Regions from separate parts of the Sus scrofa genome. Here region 1 is linked to region 2. The links are chromatin contacts, called in public HiChIP or PLAC-seq maps. All regions are on one chromosome and are shown on one strand. The core of a region is the stretch at or near the end of the contact, and the rest is flanking DNA. Distances in the headings are between cores, read along the strand shown.

The links. HiChIP or PLAC-seq counts read pairs in DNA pulled down with a chosen protein or histone mark.
Region 1: an H3K27ac HiChIP or PLAC-seq map of alveolar macrophages shows a contact between it and region 2. The contact joins two enhancer-like sites. A contact is called at or near these places in 1 of 47 Hi-C or Micro-C datasets (embryonic fibroblasts) and 1 of 2 datasets of contacts at active chromatin or transcription factors (alveolar macrophages).

What each region holds. Positions count from the first base shown.
Region 1 is chr13:125,760,051-125,765,730 of Sscrofa11.1, forward strand. No RefSeq gene overlaps it. Among named protein-coding and RNA genes, the nearest start is that of LPP, 19 kb to the right of the region's middle. Within about 2 kb of position 1,656, at least 9 of the 83 cell types and tissues checked have an H3K27ac peak or open chromatin away from gene starts, as enhancers often do. A contact at or near this core is called in alveolar macrophages, where this site is marked.
Region 2 is chr13:126,173,784-126,179,042 of Sscrofa11.1, forward strand. All of the region lies in intron 5 of LPP (lipoma-preferred partner), which reads left to right. Among named protein-coding and RNA genes, the nearest start is that of MIR28, 110 kb to the right of the region's middle. Within about 2 kb of position 3,733, at least 6 of the 83 cell types and tissues checked have an H3K27ac peak or open chromatin away from gene starts, as enhancers often do. A contact at or near this core is called in alveolar macrophages, where this site is marked.

The sequences.
Region 1 (5,680 bases), core at 406-2,905, 420 kb before region 2:
GGGAACCTCCATATGCCGCGGGAGCGGCCCAAGAAATAGTAACAACAACAACAACAACAACAACAACAACAAAAAAAAAAGTCTGGAAATCTGACTTCACGTGTGTGTGGAAGGGAGTGGGAGTTCACTAACTCACTTTAGTTCCTGTCTGAGAGTGAACTGTATGAGCTATGTAAGTGTCATTGCACTCATTTGTAGGGACTGAATCCTTCCTTCAAAATATATCTTAATTGGGTCTTCCCTATTTAAACATTGTTAAAAGGGAAGGTTGGAGTGACGGCCCCCAGGTCATTTCTAAGTCTGTGATACCAAGTTTGAAAACCCCTGAATTTATGACTCTAGTCAGCACTAAAGAATCTTTTTATTACAAACCACAAAAGATGCTGAAAGTAGTTGGTAAACTATGAACTGGACTCAAAATGTAAAAATCATTATGAATTATTTTGAAAAGCCAAGTCTTTGTAAATCCTGAGTATGTAGTTACTTCATCCTCACAAAAAGCCAGCGCCTCTGCAGTTAAAAATCTGTTCCTCAGAACCATCCGTTACATTATTTTTCTCTGTGGTGAGCTTGTGCCCACAGTCTAAAATGGACACTTTCATTTCAGACCCATTTTATTTTATTTTATTTTATTTCCATTTTTAATTTTTTACTTTTTAGAGCCACACCTGTGGCATATGGAAGTTCCCAGGCTAGGGTTACGCCACAGCCACAGCGACGCCAGATCCCAGCCACCTCTGTGACCTACACTGCAGCTTGTGGCAATGCATGATCCTTAACCCACTGAGTGAGGTCAAGGATGGAACCTGCATCCTCATGGATGCTAGTCAGGTTCATAATCTGCTGAGCCACAATGGGAACTCTTCAGACCCATTTTGAAAGGCCCAGAGAGCTTGTCAACAGTCCAGATATCTTCACTAAAATAAGGGCTACTATTTCTTTCAGTGTTATGCATTATACGTATCCTTTAGTCTATGCTATGTAATAAGCCCGTTCAAAACCTTAGTGACCTCAAACAGTCATTAGCTCACAATTCTCGTGGTCAGTGATTCGGGCTGGGTTTAGCTGTGTGGTCATTCTGATGACCTTGCCTGGATACACTCATGCAATTCCAGTCAATTGGCAAGTCTGCTTGGAGCTGATTGCTGCTGGCTTATAGCAAGGCTGTGTGCCTGCATTGTTTAGCAGGTTAGCTCAGGCTTTTTCACATAGAGTTGAGTTTTATACAAAGAGAGAGAGGGCAAAAGCAGAAGCTGTGAGGTTTCCCAAGGCCTAGACTCAGAAGTTGCAAAACATTGGAGTTCCTGTTGTGGCTCAGTGGTTAACAAATCTGACTAGGAACCATGAGGTCATGGGTTCGATCCCCGGCCATGCTCAGTGGGTTAACAATCCAGCATTGCTGTGAGCTATGGTGTAGACTGCAGACGCAGCTCGGATCCCGCATTGCTATGGCTATGGCATAGGCCGGTGGCTACAGCTCCAATTAGACCTCTAGCCTGGGAACCTCCATATGCCGAGGGAGCGGTCTTAGAAAAGGCAAAAAGACAAAAAAAAAAAAAAAAAAAAAAAGAAGTTGCAAAATATATGGCTGCTGTATTCTTGTATCAGTCAAAGTCATGAGGCCAGCTAGATTCAAAGGGTGACTAAGTAAATTCCTCTTCTTTGTGGGAGGAAGAGCAAAGTAACATTGTAAAGAGACTATTGTAGCTCTCTTTGCAAACACAGTACACCTCTAACCAATGTCAGTTTTTGCTTAGAGATACTACAATTGATTTTCTTACTCCTTGATATTTCAACAAGGTCTAACATATGATAAATGCAGTTTGGGATCCAAAATACATACAAGTTGTAGAGAGAGTGAAAATAAATCAGAATTCTTCAGTCATCGGTGCTACTGTAAAGCCTAATCTCCTGCCCACAGTGTCTTGAGGTCTGGCCTGTGCATCTGCTTGCCTCATTAACCTGAGGCTTCTCTTAGGATTGCAGTTTGTCACATGTTACTGGGAAATGACCCATGAAATTTCCTCTGCTGGAGGTCTCTTAACCCATGCATGGTAGAGCCAATGAAGTCTTTAGAAATGTCCTGTGCTTGCTCCTTGCTAGCAACAATTATCTGTCCATAAATGAAATTTGCCTCAGAGAGAAGTGGTCAAATTTATAAAAACATAAAAATGGGGAGTTCCTGTTGTGTCTCAGCAGAAACGAATCATAATTACCCCTCAGACTCTGGTTCAATGGATCTAGAGTAGGTATTCACAGAGTAGTAGAGAATATAAGGTATGAACAGGAAGGAAAATGTAATAAAATTGCTTTTAATATAATAAAAATGTGATAGAAGAGGTATAGCAAAAGCACTGTAGGTATTCAAAAAAAGGAAGATATTTTTAGCTGGAGAGGGAGAAATCTAGAAAGACTTTCTAGAGAAAGAAAACTTTGACTTGAACTTGAGCAGTTGAGATATATTACAGATGTACTGAGGGATCACCTATGGTTGAATGAAGAAAATAGAATGTCTCTATCTCTGGGGATGCAGCAGTGCTGATGATTGGTCTCTGGCCTGTGTTGGCCACAGCAAAGTGTTAGAAGGAGACCTCTCTTGACACCTTTTTTTTTTTTTTTTTTTTTTTTTTTTGCTTTTTTGGGCTTCACCTACAATATGGAAGCTCCTAGACTAGGTGTTGAATTGGAGTTGGAGTTGCAGCTACTGACCTACACCATAGCCACATAGCTGCAGCAATAGCAATGCAGGATCCAAGCCATGTCAGTGACATACACCACAGCTTATGGCAAGGCTGGATCCTTAACCCACTGAGCCAGGCCAGGGATGGAACCCACATCCTCATGGATACTGGTTGGATTCGTAACCTGCTGAGTCACAACAGAAACTCCTTTTGATATTTCTTATCTGCCACATATTTGAATGTCAACTCAAAGTCATTGATATGAATTCCAGAAGACATGACACATACATACATGGAAACCATCCCTAAACCATAAAATTGGAAATAAATGCTAGCTGTTTGTGTTCTAGTAGATTATGCGTTTCATATCATCCAGTTTACACAGCATAACTATGGCCCTAACAGATTATCAATAAAATTCACATGGAATGAATTAAAAATTGGTCACTTAATTGGATCTGGGGCTACACATTGCGAAGACTGACTTGCCTGACTCAGAACTAGAGTGCAAGAAAACTTCATTGTTGATGGTTTGTCATGATGATGATGGAGTTTCTCAGAGGCTAGGACTGCTGAGTCATGGGGGCTCATACACTGACAGTAAGGCAAAAGGTTATTTGGGGACAGCTGTAGCTGCAGAAGGTGTGTCTCCACTTGAGAAGGCAAACAATCAGAGGTGAAGCCTTTAGCTCTAGGTTGCTCTGGAAAAAATAAGGAATACTATAGCAGAAACTAGGTGATGTGCAAATCAAGAAAGATTCAGACTGCGCATTCTTGTAAATATTAAGCATTATTAATAGTTACAGTACTTTGACATTATAGTATTCAGAACACAACAACTGAAGTCCCTAAAAGCCAAACTTGGCTTTGTCATCATTTTTAGGATTACAGAAGGCTAGATTTGGAAGGGGCCTTAGAGAGCTCTTAATCCAAACTCATTTCTTCTAATTTTAGAGCAAATGGTTCCTCTGGAGCCCAGGAAGCAAGTTGCCCAAGGCAAGATAGTAAGTTGTTCCAAATAAAGAAAGATACAACATGTTCTTTTGGTGCTTTTAAAAAAGAAACACTTAAGTATTTTCTTGGGTTTTCTATTTGTCAAGCCTAAAAATCTATTGATACTTAAAGCACTCGGTTGCTATATTAACCAAATTCAAAGCAATGCTACACAGCCAGTAAAAGAGAAGAAAGAGCATAGTGTTTCCACCATCTTTTGGACCTACCTCAAATCCTAGGACGAATGATGATTTAGTCCCTTAACGATCACCTATTGAGGCTTATTATAATCAAGGTATTTTCAAAACTCCCAAAGGCCTAGAAGAGCTCATAGTACAGCCAAGGCATTAGAATATTACCACTAATACTACTATTACTACTAATAACATAATAATGTGAGATATAACATGTTAAAGACTTGAAGAGACATACAGGGAGTTGAAGGAGGGCCAGAACAACAATGGTTCTGACTATGAGAGAAGTCTTTGCAGAGAAGATGACACCTGAACCGGCTTTGAAGGATTATAGGATTTGCCCTCACAGGTGTTTTTGGTAGGCTGAGAGAAGTGGACTTCCCAGTTAGCAAAGACACTGAGGTGGCAAAGCATGAGATGGGTTTGATAGAACAGAGAGCAGGAAGGGAAATGGTGAGAGAAAAATGCCGGAAAGGAAGGCTTAGGGAAAATACCGCAATAAGTTATGGTTTGCTTCCCGGCTTCCGTAGTCTCATGATGCCAGAAGACATTTATTTTTTTAAGTTTATTTTTATAATCTATATTAATCTACTCATTCAAGAAAGCTTGAAAAATATAGAGATTTAAGAAGAAATAATTTTGTTTAACAATTTGCTCTATTTCTTTCCAGTATTTATTTATTTATTTATTGCTTTTTAAGGCCACAGGTGCGGCATCTGGAAGTTCCCAGGCTAGGGTTCGAATGGGAGTTACTGCTGCCTGCCTACCCACAGCCTCAGCAATGCCAGATCCTTAACCCACTGAGCGAGGCCAGGGATCCAACCTGCATCCTCATGGATAGAAGACATTCATTTCTGCTGCAACTCCCTCCAGTACTTTTTTTTAAACAGACATAGCTGTTTTGACTTTTTTAAACATTGTCTTAATCGCACTTAATTGTTTTTCTCAATAATGTTAAACCTTACTTGTGTGATAGGTCCCACAAGAGAAATTTCTTGTGTCCAATGACAATATTAATCTCAAAAGACAGAAAACACCACAGTGAAAGGGATAAAATGAAAACTTTGATCCAGACATGGCTGTGAGAGGGCACCACTCTTTCCTACTGCAGATGCTTCATCCTACTTGTTTAGTCATGGGTGACCTTTTTTTTCCCCCAAGAGAAGGGTTTTACTTATTTTTGATTGTTTTTAATCTTTCCCCATTTTTAAAAAGTTTTGTAATTAAATTTTTTTTTTAATTTTTAGAATTTTTTCAAGTTTCATTGAAGTACTTGTGAGTGATCTTGACCATGCTCCTCAAGGACCTCCTGCTGAGGTGGGGGTCTCTGTCGACAGTTCACAGAGCGGTTTTCCGATCATTTAAACCATCATTTCACTATTCCTGAGTTTTTAACTTTGGTTCCCTTCTTGGTCTGCAGCGTGTGTCTTACTTATCCAGTGTTTATCAGACAGTATCATGCTTAGGAATTATCTGGGAATTTGGTGAAAATGCAGATTCTAATTGAGTAGGTCTCAGGTGGGCTGGAGATAACACATTCCTAACAAGCTCCTAGATGGCGCTGATGCTGCTGGTCCACAGACCACACTTTGAAAAGTGAAATCTTGGAGTATTTTCTTTTTCTTTTTTTTTTTTTTTTTTTTTTTTGCTTTTTAGGGCCGCACCTGCGGCATATGGAATATGGAAGTACAGCTGCCGGCCTACACCACAACCACAGCAATATCAGATCCAAGCAGTGCCTGTGACCTACACCACAGCTCATGGCAACACCAGATCCTTAACCCGTCCAGCAAGGCCAGGCATTGAACCTGA
Region 2 (5,259 bases), core at 2,483-4,982:
GATTACAAGCTTATATAACCTGTAACATTTTGCTGTAGCTATAATATCTAGTGCCTCTGCCTTCTCAATCATATGTTTTTCTCTGTTGCTAATACTACCTATTGATCCTCTATTCCTGATTTCGGTTCCTTCACTTTGTATGTAGAGTATAAAGATATTTTTGTTAGGTTTCTGTGTCTTGTCATTGTTCCCTCCTTTCTTATGTGTTATTGAAAGCTCCCAAGCGAGCCAGGAAGTCTCCATCTTTAAAAGGCTTTGGGGAAATATATTCCCACTATTCTCAGCTTATTGTAGGAAGGTATACTTTTTCAGAAGCAAACTTACAGCTTTGTTTAGGGTGGAAATCAGAATGCAACAAAAATGGTCTACATATAATCTTACAGCATCATTGGCAGACCTTATGAATGGTTTGTTTTCTACCAAAAGTCAAAGAGCAGCCAGTGTGACTGGTGATACCTAGAGAAGGTATATTTAGTCAATACTTTACCAGAGCTGGTAGGAGATAAAGATTAAGAGATTTATTGCAGGGAATTAATTTATGTGATTGTGTGGGCTGGCTAGGCAATCCAACATCTGTAGTATAGGCTGTTAGGAAGGACAGGCTGAAACTTTGCTACAAAAGCTAATACTATTGTCCACACGTAGAATTTCTTCTCCTTTAAAGAAGTCTCAACTTTGCTCTCAAGGCCTTTCAACTTTCAATCAGGCCAACCCAGATTCTCTAAGATAATCTTCCTTACTTAGTCAATTTATTATAGACTTTAATCCCTTACACAAGATAATTTCCCAAATATACCTAGATTAGTGTTTGATTGAATAACTAGAGAGATTGTAGTCTAGCAAAACTGACATATAAAACTGATCATCACAGAAGGTTAACTATTTTCTACAACAGATCAATCTATATAGAGAAGCCATGAGCACTGAAAGGTCAGAAACAGGAAAAGCAGAAGAGGTACCTCTTAATCATCCTAGCATAATCATCAGAATTAGTGGTTGGGGGTGATGATAGATGTAGGGGCAATAAATCTGGGCAGATGATGTTCTATCTCATGCATGGTGGGCCTGAATAAGCTTTGCCTATCTGCTCTGGGAATAGAACCATTGCTCTACAAATAGTTCCTTTGTGCTAATTTTAAGTTCCAAACAGCAGAGTTGATTGCACTTTCTTTTTCTTTCTTAATTATTACAACTTAGTAATGTGTTTATATGCTTCTTTAAAGTTGAAAGAATTTGACCAAAATGCTTTTTCCTTCACATTGTTATCCATCATCTCCTGATCTCTTGGTCCTTGCTGTTATTCACTTGGCAAATTGCACACTGTCTCTGCTCTGGGTCCAGGCTTTCAATCTTTTTTTTTTTTAATCATTTTTTATCCAAGTGTAGTTGATTTACAATGTTGTGTTAGGTTTAGATATTCAGCAAAGTGACTGAGTTTTTTGTATACACACACATATTCTGTTTTCACATTCTCTTCCATTATAGGTTATTACAAGATATTGAGTATAGTTCCTTGTGCTAGGCGGTAGGTTCTTGTTGTTTATCTATTTCATATGTAATAGTTTGTATATGTTAATCCCCAACTCCTAATTTATCTACATCAGCCCCTCCTTTCCCCTTTGGTAACCATATATTTATTTTCTATGTCTGTGAGTCTGTTTCTGTTTGATAAATAACTTCATTTTTATCTTTTTTTTTCTTTTTTTGTAGATTCAACATAGAAATGATATAATAAGATATGGGTCTTTTTCTGCTTGGCTCACTTACACTTTCAGTCTGTTTGGAAGGTTTCAGAGGTCATCTTCCTGGCTTTTCAGTCCCTTGACCTCTTACCTCCTGTGACTTTTATCTCCACTCAGTTGTAGCCACCAATCCCAGGGTTACACCTTTGATCTTATCATTGCTCTGTTCATTAATCAGAAAATCATAAAACAAAACTAAAGAAAACAAAAATACAACCCTGTAGGTTTTCAGCTCCAGGTTAGACAACTCCCACTCTACTGTTTTTTAACATCTTCGCCTTCTATTATCTTTATTTCTATTTCCCCATCAGTCTCTTGATTGTATTTCTTCTTTTCAAACTTATAGTCTATGATTCAGTATTTCAGCTCACCCTTGCCTCTATTGACTCTCTTTCAGTAAGCTTTTCCCAGAGTTTTACGTTGTGTACCTTTCCTGTTTAAACCAGCAGCACACTTACACCTTTTTGCCAACTTTTCTAGGTCTTTCATGCTCTCTTGGTTTTCTTTCTAATTTTCTGAACAAGTCCCCATATAGGGATCTGTTTAGCTCCTCTTGTTCTGCCTTCCCTTGGATGTTGGTTTCTTTGGTAGTGGTGGCGATGGGGGTCAGGGGTGTGGGGTGTCTTTCCTAGAGTCTGTTATTGTTATTCTTCCCATACTTGATTTGGAGACTCTCACTTCTGTGGCCTCAGTTACCTGTGTTGTAATGTTGTTATGTAGATCTGTTTCAGCAAGCTTTCTTGCACTTCACATCCAGACCTTTCTAAGTGCTTATTAGCCTGGTGCATTTGCATATATCACACAAGATTTAGTCTCAACATGTCTAAAATAAATTCATCAACTTCTCTCCAGAATTCTTTCTACCTTCTGTGTTGTTAAATTGAATGGTGTCACCATCCAACCAGATTCCTAAGCCAGAAGTCTACACTCCTGTCTTTCCCTTATTGTCGATTTTACCTCTCAAATATTTCACAGACCTTTCTGCTTCTTCCCATCTCCGCTGCCTTCAACAGATTTCACATGTACCATATTTGTATGGTGTTGGTAAAACGCTCCTAACTGGTTTCTTGGTAGCCCCTTTTCTGCCACCCAATCTGTTCCTAAAATGCAAATCTCACTGTAGTATTTCCCTAACACCTTAGTTTTTTAGCTCAGTAGTATAACAGAATGATTAAGTAAACAGACCTTGAAATCAATTAGAAATGGATTTGAATCTCACTTTGAATCTCATTGTTATGTGATTCTGGACAAGTAACCATTTTTGCTTTGCTCTCATATGTAAACTAGGACTAGTAAAGCACTTCTTTTTCTCCATTCCCCCCCCCTTTTTAAAAGATGTTATATGCCCTTTTGACTTCTTTTACTACTGCCCTTCTTATGCTCTATGAAACTACACTGGGCTTCTGTCAGGTCCCCAACGGTATTGAGCTGCTACTGGACAGTCATATGCTATTTTCTCTACCAGGACCACTATCCATGGCCCCAGCCCTCTGCTGCCTTGTCTCAGCATAGATGTCATTTCCCTTGAGAAATTGTTCAGCAGCTTTTTCTGCTCTTATGTAGTTTAGATACCCTTGTTAAACAGTGCTCCTATATCATTTACCTTGAATTTCCCAATCCCCATACTTTGCACCCTTCCCTGTAAATGCTCATTTAGTCCCAGCCTCCTCCTCCCACTTGATCACATGCTGTAAATTCCCTGAAGACACTGACCTCCTGAGAAAGAGAGAGATGCTGTTCTTACGGTTAAGCTTCCTGTCCCTGCTGCCCAGTGCTTAGCAGTGTCTCACAAAGACTGAGCACTCAGTAAATATTTGATGAATGCTTATAAATAAGATGGTTTCCCTAATTTACTTATGTTTCCAACAAAGTGATCACATTGTTCCTTCTGAGGGTGAAAAAAACATACCATAAAAAATCATTACCCTACCTCTGTGATGGCTCTGCAGGAACCTGACTGCTTCTAGAGAGTTGTTTACACAATCAAATCAAGTGGTATTTTGCTAGGAGGGAAAGCCCCAGGACAAGTCCCTGTCTTGACCACAAAGTTCTGTGTTTTCTGTCTTTCCTTTTGAAATCTTGGTTTCAGCAAAGCAACATTTTATCACCCCCCTACAATCCTATAAATGTAATATAGAAATGTGCATACACTGGTTCCCAATAGGTTGTAATGTTAGGCCTTGGATGGGTTGTGGGAGAAAACAGCAACCAACATATCTACTTTTAACATTACTTGGAAGGAAGTTTCTAGTTCTAGGTATGTAACTGACAAGCTTTCATGGAGAGCCTCTTTACTTTTCTATCTAGCTTTTGGGAGGTTTTTTTTTTTTTTTTTTTTTTTTTTTTTTTTTTTTTTTAGCAGTTCTACATGCTGAAAGAAAGTTCACAAATTTTAAAAGAAAATGTGGCCCTTTTCATTAGCTCCTTTTACCTCATGCTGAGTCATGGATGAGAGAGAATTTGTAGGCGGCTGAGCTGCAGGAAAAGTAATACTGTCATTTACACTTGCAGGCTGTTATGCTTTCCAGAAAACTTTTTCCGTAGGTTGTGAAAGTGATTAATCTGCTGTTAAAACTGACAAAAAGGTTCTCTGATAAGAACAAGAATTAAATGAGGGATTTTTTTTCTTTAAAAAGTAGCTCCTATTTCCAGTTTTAGACCAGGAAAAAATAGATTTAGATGTTGTTTTTTACTTTTGGTCTTTTTTGCGTCTGTGTGAATTTGTTCGTGGCTTAAAACAATCACAGGACATTTTCTATTTAAATTATGTCTATTTATTGGCATGGTTCATGCCTTATGTTTTATATCTAAATTATTCATTTTTACATCCTGTTCCCTCACTTTTTTTCCCTTTCATATTTCTATATCTGGGTCTTACTTTTTAATACGTTACGCACCATCTTACTTCTCAAATCCAGATTTCTTCAACCAGCTTCTTTTTTGAACATTGAAACTGGTGAAGATGGTCTTTGTTCCTTCTGTGATATAATTTTCTCCCTCTCTGAAAAATTCCACTCATGTAGCATTTCTACAAGTTTTAACAATTTGAACAAAAGTTGTTTGGTATAACGGAAATGAAACATCTTTGCCTTAAGAGTTTAGAAAATATGTTTTCCTGTTTTATTTACAAAAAAATGCTTTGAGATATAAAGCTTTTCCCCTGAGTTCTGGCAAATAAGCATGTCCTTTGAACATTTCTCCAGGAACCTCACATTTCAACTGGCAACCTAAAGGAACAAATAAATATATAAATCCCATGGCATAACTCAACATTTTTGTAATTTGGTAGAGAACCAGTGACTCATTTAGAGAATTCAGAGTCCTCAAGAAGGTAAAATAACATGTTAGAAGTTCATTAAAGTTGTTGCCGTTAGCATTTTTATGCCTTTTTTTTTTTTTTAAATAACAAGTTCGTATGGGTTGTTAAAATGCAGTATGGAGGTACCTTAGAAAACTATACATAGAACTACCATATGACCCAGCAGTCCTACTCTTGGGCCTATATCCAGACAAAACT